3 separate regions of the Mus musculus genome follow, and all the other regions are linked to region 1. A link is a contact called in public promoter capture Hi-C data. All regions are on one chromosome and are shown on one strand. Each heading gives the region's core, a stretch centred on a gene start, on an enhancer-like site or on the middle of the called end of the contact. The rest is flanking DNA. Distances are from core to core; before and after follow the strand shown. Region 1 holds the start of Mob1a (MOB kinase activator 1A). Region 2 holds the start of Sfxn5 (sideroflexin 5). Region 3 holds the start of Alms1 (ALMS1, centrosome and basal body associated).

The links. Promoter capture Hi-C pulls out the DNA fragments that hold promoters and counts their contacts.
Region 2: a promoter capture Hi-C map of pre-B cells shows a contact between it and region 1, with 2.8 times the contacts expected there. The contact joins the promoter of Sfxn5 here to the promoter of Mob1a in region 1. A contact is called at or near these places in 2 of 39 promoter capture datasets (liver and pre-B cells).
Region 3: a promoter capture Hi-C map of pre-B cells shows a contact between it and region 1, with 3 times the contacts expected there. The contact joins the promoter of Alms1 here to the promoter of Mob1a in region 1. A contact is called at or near these places in 1 of 39 promoter capture datasets (pre-B cells) and 1 of 9 other capture datasets (adipose tissue).

The regions. Positions count from the first base shown.
Region 1 is chr6:83,324,056-83,328,326 of GRCm38.p6, reverse strand. Mob1a (MOB kinase activator 1A) reads right to left here and starts at 2,288. Exons shown (of 6, transcript NM_145571.2): 1 at 2,060-2,288. The coding sequence starts at 2,073. It also overlaps a transcript of Mthfd2 not described here.
Region 2 is chr6:85,330,714-85,335,025 of GRCm38.p6, reverse strand. Sfxn5 (sideroflexin 5) reads left to right here and starts at 1,604. Exons shown (of 14, transcript NM_178639.4): 1 at 1,604-1,718. The coding sequence starts at 1,611. Rab11fip5 (RAB11 family interacting protein 5 (class I)) reads left to right here. Exons shown (of 6, transcript NM_001003955.2): 6 at 1-64.
Region 3 is chr6:85,584,801-85,589,233 of GRCm38.p6, reverse strand. It overlaps Alms1 (ALMS1, centrosome and basal body associated), which reads right to left and starts at 1,703. Exons shown (of 23, transcript NM_145223.2): 1 at 1,208-1,703. The coding sequence starts at 1,588.

The DNA of each region.
Region 1 (4,271 bases), core at 1,039-3,538:
ATTTTAAATAGTGTAAAAAGTAAAAAATTATGAAAGTACTAGACTAAATATCATACTTTATAAAGAACTATATACATTAGAAGGATCACCCCAGGAACACATGGAGACAGGAAACTGAATAACAGGAAACTGAATATGGAAAATTAACATTAAATGATTTCTTAAGATTCAATAAGATCTTCATATGATAAATTGAGGTTTGTGCTTCAAGGGCTGAAGAGATGGCTCAGTAGTTAAGAACACTTGCTGTTCTTGCAGAGGACTGGGGTATACAGCTCCCAGCACCCACATGGTGGCTCACAACCATCCACAACTCCAGTCCCATGGGATTTGATGCCCTCTTCTGGCATCCGTGGGTACTGGATGTACATGGTATACATACATACATACATACATACAAGCAAAACACTCATACTCATAAAATGAAAGTAAATCCTAAACTGGGTATACTGGTATACATCTTTAATCCCAGCACTCTGGAGGGAGAGCGAGGCAGATCTCTGGGAGGTCAGCCTGGTTTACATAGTTAGCTCCAGGACAGCCAGAGCTACATTGTGAAACCCTATCTCAAAAAAAAAAAAAAACCAAACAAGCAAAAAAAAAAAAAAAAAAAAAAAAAAAAAACTAAATAACTAAATAAATCTTTGAAAAATACACTTACATTCTTCTAATGATGCCATCAAAACAGTTAAAATAACGCTGAGGATGGAAGAAGTCACAGATGTAATGAGACACTCATATCCAAAATACATAAAGAATTCTTACAACTGAAACCAAAAAGTCAGACGGACACAACCACTGCACCATATACACACGTGGAAATGTCACAGTGAAACCCATTAATTTGTACAATTAACAGATGCTAACAAAATAAAGAACAATCTGATTTTAAAATAGGAAAAGGATCTCAATAAACTCTATCCACAAATAGTCTGAAAACACAAAATACAGACACAGACACACACACACACACACACACACACACACAAACGATGCTTAACATTGCTGGTCATTGGGAGAATGTAAATCAATAAATTCCACTTCACCCTCAGATCTATCAGTGGTAATTACCAGGCAGGTGTGAACTGAAGAATTCTGAAAACTCAATACAATGAGAATGGGATGTTAAATGCAGTGCAGGCTTTAGAAGGCTTGGCAGTGCCTCAAAGGCTAACATGCAAAAACCTCACTAAGACCCAGGAGATACCATCACACACACATACCCAAAAACCTATAACCAGCTGCTCACAGCAGCGTTATTCAGAATAGCCAAAGAGTGGGAAAAACTGTCCATCGGTTTAAGTTATAAATAAAAACTTCCATTTACCTCACCTGGCTGAAGAGCTATGGACAGTCCACAAGAAGAGTCAGGTTTTTCAGGGACAAGCTCAAATAGACTCATAATGAAATAGTCAGCTCTACACCCAAGTACATACAGACGACACTAACTGGATCCATTACGTATGTATGTTGTATAGACGTAATATAGAATATAGATAAGAGAACATGAATTTGAATGGGAGATGAGAGGGCACTGGAGGAGTTAGAAATGAAAATACGCATCTATTAAGTTCTCAAAAAAAATAAAAACCTTAAAAAAAATTCACATGTGGGCCGAGATGAAAGCACCCACCTTTAATCCCAACATCTAAGAGGGCTCGAGGCCAGCCTGGGCTACATAGCAAGACCATTTCTCAAAACAAAACCCCCACATTTAAAGGAGGCCTGTCCTAGTGGCCGAGGCTGTATCCTGGCTCCTTGGGAAAGCAGAGGCAGGAGGAGTCCAGGTTCAAGCCCCGCCTGGGCTAAGAGAAAAGTCACATTGGAAGGAGCAATGCCCTCTTCCCAAATGCAAACCTGTGGGAAGCCACTGAGAACCTGCGCCTTTCTTTCTCAGCCTGGTCTGGTCACCGAGGCACTGCACATTTTCCTGCGCTAGCCGATCCCGGGGCGGCAGGCCCGGAGCAGCCCTAGGTCGGGCTCCGCCCTCCGCTTGGCCCCTCGGCCCGGCCCTGCCGACCGACACCCGCCCCGCCCCGGCCCGGCCCGGCCCACTCACAAGAGGAAGCTCATCCTCGCTAGCCCGAGGGGCCGTGGCCCCCGCCCCGTCAGACTCGGCGCCGCCGCGGGCACCGGGAGGCAGAGGACGGTCCGCGGCTCTACAGGGCTGCCGAAGCTTCACGGCCCGGGTTTGGTACCGAGTTCCAGCCGCCGCGACCAAGCACCGACCGCGGGCTCCTCCGCGCTGCCTCCCACAGCTCCGCGAGCCAAAATGCGGAACCAAGAGGATCTCGCGAGACCGGGCTTCTTCCCGTCCCGCTGAGCTTCACCCTGCCCCTTCCTGAGCTCAGCCAATCAGTATTCTGTGGGCACGGGAGGGAAATGGGGCCAACTAGGCGCCGCTGTCAACTGTTCCGTGGCCGAGGGACGTCTGCCAGCGCTACTTGGTGACTGTTTCGCTATTTAGAAAAACTTGATGTCTTCTCCTAAAGGAATGCTATTCTGGCCACCTCGCCTGTTGATGGACACCTGGGAGGTTTCTACACACACACTGTAACGCTGCTATGAATGTCCATGTGCATGTTCCGTGTGGGAGGATATGTTGACACCAGGTGACACTATGGTAGAATGAAGAAAAGAGGGGGGAGAAAAAAAACCTGTGGAAATAAATGAAACTGCAGATGCGCAGTGGCAAAGATCCAGTATTTTGCCGGTGGTTTAAAACCATTTGAATGCCACCTGTCACATTAATGTCATCAATTTTATTTTATCAACTTTTGGGTTCCTGTTTGTTTGCGTGTTGTTCCTTGGTTGAGACAGGATCTCAGGTGTTCCAGGCTGCCCAGGCTGGTTTAAAGTTTACTATGTCGCCAAGGATGACCCTGACCTCCTGACCGTCCTGCGTCTGCTTCCCAGGTGCGGGAATTACAGGCTTGAGCTACCACCTGCCTCCTTCTATTAACTTTTTAAACCACCTTTTATACATTTGTATTTATTAGTGTGGTATGTAGTAGTAGCTGGTTCTCCTTTTCTACCTTGATGGGGGGGGGGGCAGCCTAGGTTATCAGGATTATTCAGTAAGCTTTTTCTTTTCTTTCTTTCCTTTTTTTCACTAACTTCTGTAAATTTGTATGTGATTTAGAGTATGTGCCTTGATATATTTTTTGAATCTTTTGTTTGTTTGTTTTTGGTTTTGTTTTTTGTTGGTTTTTTTTGTTTGTTTGTTTTCCTGGTTTTTTGAGACAGGGTCTCTATGTAGTCCTGCTGTCCTGGAACTTGTTTTGTAGATCAGGCTGGCCTCGAACTAACAGATATCTTCCTGCCTCTGCCTCTTGTCCTTTTATTTGTTTATTTTTTTCATAAGTATATTTTTAAATAACATATTATTAAGGTTTGAGTCTGTGTCCTTATGTTTATATCAAGTCAGGACAAGCATGATGATACACAGCTTCTTTAATCCCAGCACTGGGAGGTAGAGGCAGATGGGTCTTTGTGAGTTCATGGCCAGCTTGGTCTGCATAGCATGTTCTAGGACAGCCATGACTACATAGAAAGACTCTCAAAAATTATATGTGTGTGTGTATGTATGTGTGTGTATGTATATATATATATATATGTATATGTGTGTATACATATATGACATTATATGTATACACACACATATATATATATATGTATATAACTATAAAAATATGATGTGAGAGGCTTGATTAAGAGCACTTAATACCTGTATAGTATAGTACCTGAGTTCAGGGTCCAGCATGCACACTGTCTGTAACTATCTGTAACTTCATTTCCAGAGCATCTAACACTCTCTTCTGACCTCCACGGGCATCAGGCATACATGCATGTCACATGCATGTAAGCTGGCAAAACACTTATAAAATAAAAAAAAATCTTCTTTTAAAAAGGAAAAAAATGCTGGGTGTGGTGGTGCACGCCTTTAATCCCAGCACTCGGGAGGCAGAGACAGGCAGATTTCTGAGTTCGAGGCCAGCCTGGTCTACAAAGTGAGTTCCAGGACAGCCAGGGCTACACAGAGAAACCCTGTTTCAGAAAAAAAAAAAAAAAAAAAAAAAAAAAGCAGACTAAATGAACTCCAGGTTTGTTGTTTGTTTGGGGCTTTTTTCCATCTTTTAATGAAATGATTCTTAAAATTGTAGAATTATTAAATCTATGAGGAAAAAACTTATTAAAGACACTTCTCCATATGTCCAGCTTTAGGGAGAGAAAGCCTTAGGGATTAAGGTGTAAATCTTTGGTCAATATTT
Region 2 (4,312 bases), core at 355-2,854, 2.0 Mb before region 1:
AAAGAGCTTGTTCTTCATGTTTTGAGCACTTTATGAAGAATAAAAAGATCACGTACCGCAGCCAGCTTGTGTGTTTGTTTTGAAATGAGCGGACAAAGGAGACCGCCTGTGGGAGAGGGCAGTGTGGTTCTCAGGTGACAGAGCTACCGCTCTGAAATCACAGGCAACACTGCCTCATGGCCCGTGTGCCTAGGATGCCTGTGCTCACGGGCACTGATCACAGGCATATTTACTGAGTGTTGGGCCTGGCGGGGTGGGGGGAGTGGATAAAGAGGGCAAGTTTTGTGATTTCTGTCCTGAAGCCACTGAGTTCAGTAAGGAAAGGTAGGATACAAACCAAAAATAAGAACTGTTCTTTGGGTCATTTGTGAGTTCTATTCCATGTGGGTCAGCTATCAGTGAGTGAATGAGCCCTTGGGCCACCAATGGCTCATGCTGTGTCCAGAAGGACAAGAGGGCAACCCCAAGTTAGCTCTGAATCCCACCATGAGACAGAGGCTCCCCTAGAGTCAAGGAGTTATGTCCTGGGTGAAACCATCAACTCCCCATTCTCCATGCCCAGTGTGGCTTATAACCACACCACTTAGCTGGGGCTGCAGTTGCCATTTGGTGCCATTCTGCAGGGGGTGGGGGTGAGGTGTTTATTACCTTGGTATTCTCTACAGCTCCTGGTGCACCCCTGTTGCTGGTCCTCAGTAATTAGGCTTGGACCAAACCTCCTTAGATCAAAAGAAGTAGGGTCTCAGGATGCTTAAGCTCTGGATATTTAAGTCACCCAAAGCATTTGAGTACCTAGTGTCAACCTTCCTATATCTGCACTGAAGATTTATCCATCCCCCTCCCCCACCATACAGTAGGAAAGATATTTAAGCTCATGGTTTGTCTGCTGGCTGGCACCTGTAATCCTGGGACTTGGGAGGCAGAGGAAGAAGGATCACAAGTTTGAGGCCAGCCTGTGCTACATAGTTCCAGGCTAGCCTGAGTTACATGCAAGGAGGCAAGAGAGTGCTGCGTGGTACAAAATCCGGAAGCGGATTTTTGTGGAAGTAGGCTGATGGAACGGATGAACGCGTATGCGGAACCTATAAAAAGAATCGCCTCAGGCCATGATAAAAATGAGCAGAATGTTAAAGGGTCACAGCAGCGTGAGCATGGCTTGTTTCAGAGAGTGGCAGAATGGCTGGAGCCAGGATTTTGATAGAAGAAACGGTAGGAAAATCCCGCAGTGCGACTCCTTGCTGAAGGCCATCCGAATTAACCCCACTCTGCCTGGAGTCCTTGCTTGTCTGATCCCGGGTCGTGTCCGCGTTTGTAGGGGTTCCTTGTCCTAAGACTCAGGCCTACACGTATATCCGCACATGCATTTGCATACATTCTCAGGACTGCAAACGCCTGCTGCTTTAGCGGTAGGAACTAAGACCAGGTCTGCGTGGGTGCAACTCTCTGCAGTCTGAGGTTGTCAGGCTCAGAGCAGGGGAAAACTACACTCCCCAGAAGCCCCTGCGCGCCCGGTTCGCTGCGGTTGCTCACGGCCAATCGGGAGAGGCAACTGTGGCGGGGGCCGAGGAGGGACATTTTAAAAGGGCTGGAGATTGCGGGCGTCAGTGGCCATGGCGGATACAGCAACCACAGCCTCAGCGGCGTCCGCGGCGGCCAGTGCCCCGAACGCCTCCACAGATGCGCCCCCTTTCCAGCTGGGCAAGCCCCGCTTCCAGCAGGTGAGGTTCGGGATGCGACGAGCGGGTGGAAGGGAGACACAGGGAAGGGCACGGAGCCAAATCTCTTGCAAAGTCACTTCAGCTCGAGGGTCTCCAACCCGCGGCCACCAGAGCCTACAGCTAGTGCGGGGACCTTGGCTGTAGCCGCTCCTTTCCTATTGGGCAACAGGATGGGCGAGGTCTCCCTCTCTGGTTTCCTATTGGCGGGTGGCACAGTCATTCCGCGGATGCCCGCGCCCTGGCACAGCCCCCGTCCTAGTCGCTCGATGATTGGCCACGCGGGTCGCGGTCCAGGGTCCGAGCGGCTCTGAAGGGGTCGCTCTGGCAAATGCGCCCTAGGCGCAAAGTTCCCGTCTTGTGATGCATGGGCCGGTGGTGTGGCCGGTATGCTCCTCAACTTCTCCCCGAGTGGGACTGACCTTTCTTGTGAGCTGCGGGACAGTCTCCGGGCAAAACTCCCTGGGCACGCCCCATGGTCATGCTCCGGTTCCTCAACCTCCAGCAAGGTGCTGCGTGTGCCCTAGGATGGGACCGCGTGCACCGGTACAGCGACCTGATCTCTGTCCGGGGGCCTGGGGCTTCAGTGATGAGACCAGCCGGACAGCTAGTGCGTTCTGCGGGGATGCGGCTGGGACAACGCGGAGAGAGCCCGGTGCGGGGAAACGCTGTGTCATTCTCCGAAGCTGAGCTCTCCTCCCAAGGGTCCCAAGTGCGCCCCAGTCCTACTTGCGCTGCTCCCGGCCGCTGCGCAGCGCTGGCCCCCATCCACACCCGCTTGGGCTCTTCAGGGTGCACCGTGACTATGATTAACCTTACTTGGGGACACGCCAACCCAAGAAACCCGGGTATCACTAACTCGGCCATGGAACCGGAGGTCCAGGTCTGTGAGCCAGGAGCATGGGAGCTTAGTTATTACGCCGCAGACCCTCAGACTGCTTCCAGAGCTGAAGTGACCCTGGGCTTGCCAGGAGTGGGGACAGCAGATGTGCTAGAGAAAACTTTGAAGGAAGAAAGAAAATGCTACAAAGGTGGGATGTGGCTGGGTTTAGAAGTGAGAATGGTTCCGAATTCAGCCCCCCCCCCAACTTCGTCGAACTAAGCTTTCTGAGAATACGTCCCTAGAGTTTTTTAAAATAGGACTTGTTTTCTTTCAAAAATAGACATGTCTCTGCATGGAGGAATCTGGAGAGACTTAATGTCCCAGCTAGTGTAAAATGCCACCAAATATTGAGACGCTGTCAGGGGTGTTTGTGCCTAACCTTGAGTGATCCTCCATTTGTCCCCACCCCCATTCTACGCATCCTTAAGTAAGCCTGCACTCCCGACTGGGAAACACTTGCTGTCTTTGGAACCCCCACCCCAGTTGTCCTATCAAGAACGCCAAACTCCGCTCTGAACCCCCCAGTGGGAGCCTCGCAGATGCAGATTACTCTTCCAAAGTATTCCCTAGGTCCTTTTCCGGATAAAAAGTGGTTGTTGATCTTACCCCAGGCAATTGGGTTTTTAATAACACGAACTGAGTAAGGGCTTTTCCCCCAATGTCTGGTGTCTGGTATCTGGAATCTGGATGGCTCATGGGTCATCCATCTACCCAACATTTACTGAGTACCTTGTATTGGCTTCCTGCCCTGGGCTCTTCACTCTTGTGGAGTGTGTTTGGGGAGGATTAGTTTCTGCAGCTGTTCACATCTGTGGAGTATGCAGTGGCCTCTGCAGAGGCCTCCAATGTTGGCATCCTAGTGGTCTGATAAGAAAGGGTGCTGAGCAGGTCTGAGTCACCGGTGCTGAGAACGTCTGTTTCTTCCACACCTGCTCCTCCCTCTGCAAACAGCTCAGCCTGCCACCCAAGAACTAGAGTCTTAAGCCTCCATTCATCTCTGCTACTCCCAGTCCTCCCCTTCTCCCCCACAGCTCTCCTAGCCTCCCTCTCCAAGGCTAACCCAGTCCACACGTTTATTTTTTTGGCCGACATGGGAACCTCCGACAGGTTCCTGGGTTTCCAGTCCTGCTCTGGCCGTCTCCCAGCTCCTCCTTTTCCTCTATGGCAGAGTCCCAACAGTGCAGGTCTGATCAGGTGATTCCCATCCATGCAGCAGTCTTTAACAGCCTGCACTGCTTTCCTCTATTTGTGAGATTTAGACCTCACATCTGAAGGGACCCAAAGTTTTTCAGGGCCCACTCCTTAACATTTGACTCCCCACTCACCCCCTTCTTTACACCATTCTAGCAGTTTTTAACCCTCGGGCTTATCCTGTTCTTTCCCATGCCTGGGCTACCCACTGGAACATGTCTTGTCTCTTGCTCTCAATTCTTTTTGAGCACCTCTTCATCCCTACGTTATCCACAAATCATCATTTCCTCGAAGGAGCCTCACACCCTTGGCTTATTTGTTACCATGTTTCTTCCATTCCATCATATGGGATCAGGGACTGTGCCTACCTTCTCTCGGTGTTGTTAGGTTAGGTTATCACATTAACAGATTGTCTGGATGGATGAGGTGTGTCTCAGAGCTTTGTGAATGAGTGGGGCTGGGGTCTCCTATGGGGTTTGTGAAATTGAATGAAATTGAGCTACAAGCCTTTGATTTCAGCAGT
Region 3 (4,433 bases), core at 454-2,953, 2.3 Mb before region 1:
TACTTATGAGATCATGTGAATTTTATCTGCCTCCCTCTTTAGAATGGGAACACTAGGAAGGCAGCAGTTTAGTTCACCATGATTTCCTTAGTATCAAGTACAAGGTAAACACTTAAAGTATAAGCTGAATGAATTTAATACCACCTAGCAAGCAAACATCATGTATTGCTTTTTGACAATCACAGTCCATACTATCACTGTGATAATGAAATTGTTCTGCAATTGCTTTGTCCAACGTGACAGCCACTAAGCAGGTCTATTAAGCACTTGAGAAGTGTACAGGATCACTGAATTCCTAATTTTATTCATTCCCCTTCCCCAATACTAGGGCTTGAAAACTCAAGTCCTTGCACACACTAGGCAAGACCTCTCTACCACTTAAATACACCACCAGCCTTTCTAGTGTTACTTAAAACTAATTCGTATGTAAAGAACCACACGTGACCATACTGACCAACAACGCAGTTCCTGATAGTTAAAAAGCATTAATAGCACGGTTAGTTTCAAAATGATCTTGGTAGGACCTCTGTAAACTTGGCTCTTCCTCTATTTGGTCCTAACTTGGTGCTTTCTAATTTTCCAGACCAGAGCTGCCTCACAAGCTTTCTTTCATTCCAAGTTCCTGCCACTGGCTAGGAACCTATTAATTGCTACAAGTGCAAAGACACACAATGGGCGGGAAGACACACAAAAGCTCACGCAGAATACTTAACCAACAATAATTCCTAGTGGGGGGGGGGGGGTGAGGGGGGGATGTTTCTTGCACTTCAATAAAACTAAGGTGTTAAATGCTAAACGTCTCTCCACCAGTTAGCTATTCCCTAGACTCCCTCCCCAGCTCCCACCTCCTGCCAAAGAAGCCTTTCTAACTGCTCGCTCTGGGAGTACCGGCTCCCAGCGCCATCTGTCTTATCTGCCCTACTTTAAAAACAAAAACAAACAAACAAAACAAAACGAAAAAAAAAAAAAAACGGATCCACTGAGAGGCGCAGGAAACACGGAGCTGTCAATGTCAGGAAGAACCTAAGACTACAAAGAACCTGCCAGCCCCACAAGCAAGGTGTACAGTCCATAAGCAAGGCGACCCGCAGCGCGTAGGTCCCGATATCCTGGACCCAGTTCAGTAGCTCAAGCATCTCTACAGTCGCTTGGCCTCAGCCCCGCTCCTCCCCACAGCCCAGCTCCGGGCTACAGAGCCGCTTCTCACCTCAGTCTTGCCCAGATGCTCCACTGGGGTGTACCGGAGCCGCGGGGACAGAGGCGGAGGCGGAGGCGGAGGCGTGGGAGGGGGCAGAGAGAAAGCACTGCCAGGACGGTCGGGGTGAGCCTGCAGCCAGGCTTTAGCCAGCTCGTCCTCCTCTTCGTCCGAGCTCTCCTGCCGCTGGGACTCGTAGTTAAAATCCAAGTCGGGCCCCGCCTCTTCGAACTCTTCCAGTCTCCCACTCTCCTCAGAGGTCAGGGCCTCCTCGGTCGCCGCCGCCGAGGCGTTCTCCACCTCTTTCTTCCCCTCCTCTTCCTCGCCCTCCTCCTCCTCTTCTTCCTCCTCCTCCTCCAGCTCGTCAGGCCACGGCAGGTCCTCAGGCTCCATGTTGGCCTCGCGCTCCAGGCGCCTTTGGAAGAGGAGGAGAGGGGGAGGGGCGAGGAAGGGAGGGGAAGCGAGTTGACTGGCGGTTGCGGCTGCGCGCAGGCGCACCTGCCCTCACTGCCTCACGCGGGGCGGAGCTGAGAACCAGCCCGCGCGTTGCTAGGGACGCCCCGCGGGGAGCGCGGGAAAGCCGCAGAAGAGCGTCACTAGACCTCGCTCACAGTACCGTATGCTCACAATAAACCTAGTCCGGGCTTTGGGGACGCTAGGGGTCCTGCACAAAGTCACCCATGATTTTTTATCTCTTGCCCTAGAATAAACCAATAATAGTCACGTTCGCAAGTTACAAATTTTAAGGTTAGTGCCAGTCTACCTAGCAGTAGTGAATCTAATGGGATGAGTGAATAGTTAAGAGAGAGAGGGAGAGAGAGAGAGAGAGAGAGAGAGAGAGAGAGAGAGAGAGAGAGGGAAGAGAGGAGAGATAGTTGGGATCTGACTAAACCACAAGCAACTGTGTGAGAAGCGCCTATAAAACGAGGTTAAGAAACCAACCCCGGCCTGGAGAGATGGCTCACGGATTCAATTCCTGAGTTCAATTCCCAGCAACCACATGGTGGCTCACAACCATCTGTAATGGAGTCTGGTGCCCTCTTCTGGTGTCTCTGAAGAGAGCAATGGGAGTGTACTCATGCATAAAATAAAAGAAGGTGGTGGCGCACGCCTTTAATCCCAGCACTTGGGAGGCAGAGGCAGGCGAATTTCTGAGTTCTAAGACAGCCAGAGCTACACAAAGAAACCCTGTCTTGAAAAAAAACCCAGAAATATTAATAAATAAATAAATAATAAAATAAATAAATCTTTTTTTTAAAAAACGAAAAGAAAGAAACCACACACACACACCCTCAGGGCTGAAGAGATGGCTCCACCAGTAAGGCATCTACACCACAAACTGGAGTTTGATTCCCAGAACTCACATAAAAGTGGAAGGCAAGAACTAACTCCCCTAAATTGTCTTTACTGAGTGCACACACAATAGTATAAAGGTAGCTGGATCAGGTAGTACACGCCTTTATTCTCAGCACTTGAGACGAAAAGGCAGGTAGATCTCTGAGTTCAAAGCCAGCCTGGCCTACATAGGGAGTTTCAAGACACCCAGGGTGACATAGACAGACTGCCACAAAAAAAAAAAAAAAAAAAAAGTCTTTAAAAGAGGGCAGGCAGCATGGCTTAGCAGGTAAAAGCACATGACCCTCCATCCTGCCCAACAGGCTTCCAGTAGCAACGCTGTACCTCTTAAACCAACTGTGAAACGAATCATTTCTAATTCAAACCATCACAGAGAGACATTTGTCCATGTCTCCCCAGAAGAAGCCACAACACTGTGCCTAGTGTCTGGAACAGCCTCTGGCATTTAAGGAGCTGCTCAGCGAACACTGTCAAGAGAGAGCAACAGAGTACAGATTGAACTGACAGGCCAGGAGATAACAAATAGAATACTGGAGTCCTGGCTTCCCCTGGGATTCCTAGAGCTGTCTGCCTACTGGAGAACTCTTGACTTCCTCTCCCAGCTAGCAACTAGGGGTCCTCAGACAAGCAAAGAGTGAAGGGCACCTCCAGGTGTTTGTGTGGGAGGAGAGAGGCTCACTGTAACTTTCAGTTGACACCAGGTGGCAAACCCTCATGTAGGATGAATCATTGCCACCAATGGCTAAAGAAATCCATTAACAGCTTCAAAAAATGATTATACGTAGCATATATAGAAAAATGTATATGTATATAAGTGTGTGTATATCTGTGTGATTGGGGAAATAGATGGGCAGATAAATACATACAAAAAATATGATAAAGGACCAGAAAATTTAGGAAAACATAAAAGAAATATATAATAAACCAGTGAAGGGAAAATTAAGTATTCATTAAATTTCCATTTGCTCTCATTTCTGTCACTGTGATTAAATACCTAACAAAAAGGGTTTATTTTAGCTCACAGTCACGCGCTATTTGCAGTCCATCACAACTGGAAAACCGAGACAGCAGGTCACACCACATCCACAGCCAAGAATAGAGGAATTAACACATGTGTGCCTGCTTGCTTGTGAGAGACTGATTGTCTTAAACTGACTTGTGTTGGAAGGTCCCGCTCACTGTCTGTGCCTTTACTCCTTAGGCAGAGGGTCCAGAACTAGAAAAAGGAGAAAAACTGAACTGAGAACAATCAAGAAACATGCGTATATTCCTTTCTCTCTGCGCATGGCTGTGGGTGTGATGTGACTCACTGTGTTAAACACCAGAACTTTCCCACCCTGCTGGTCTGTGCCCTCAGACTGTGAGCCACAATAAGCCGTTCCTCCTTTAAGTTGCTCTTTGTCAGGATGTTTCATCCCAGCAACAGAAAAGTAACTGAGGCCAAGTCTCACTGAGCATGATGATCAATTCCAGATAGCCCACATTTTCAAGACCTTTTGTTTGGAACCCACTCTCAGGTATCCATATCTATTCCAGCAGGTTTGGGGTTTTTTTTGTTGTTGTTGTTTGTTTGTTTGTTTTGTTTTTGTTTTTGTTTTTTCCAGTTATAAGTACTAGAAGTGACTAATCTGGTCAGCTTGCTTGCTTGCTTGCTTGCTTGCCGTAGGATCTCACTCTGTTGCCCAGGTTGTCTTGGAACTTTGTAGCTGATTTCGAACCTGTTGGGATGATCCTTTCTTAACTTCTCTAGTACTAGAACGATAGGCATCAGCCACCATGCTTAGCTTCCTCTACTCATTTTAACTGAAAAGGAAATGCATTGGAAAGAAGCAATCTAGCTCACACACCTGGCAAAGCAGAACCTCCCAGATAAGTCACAGTC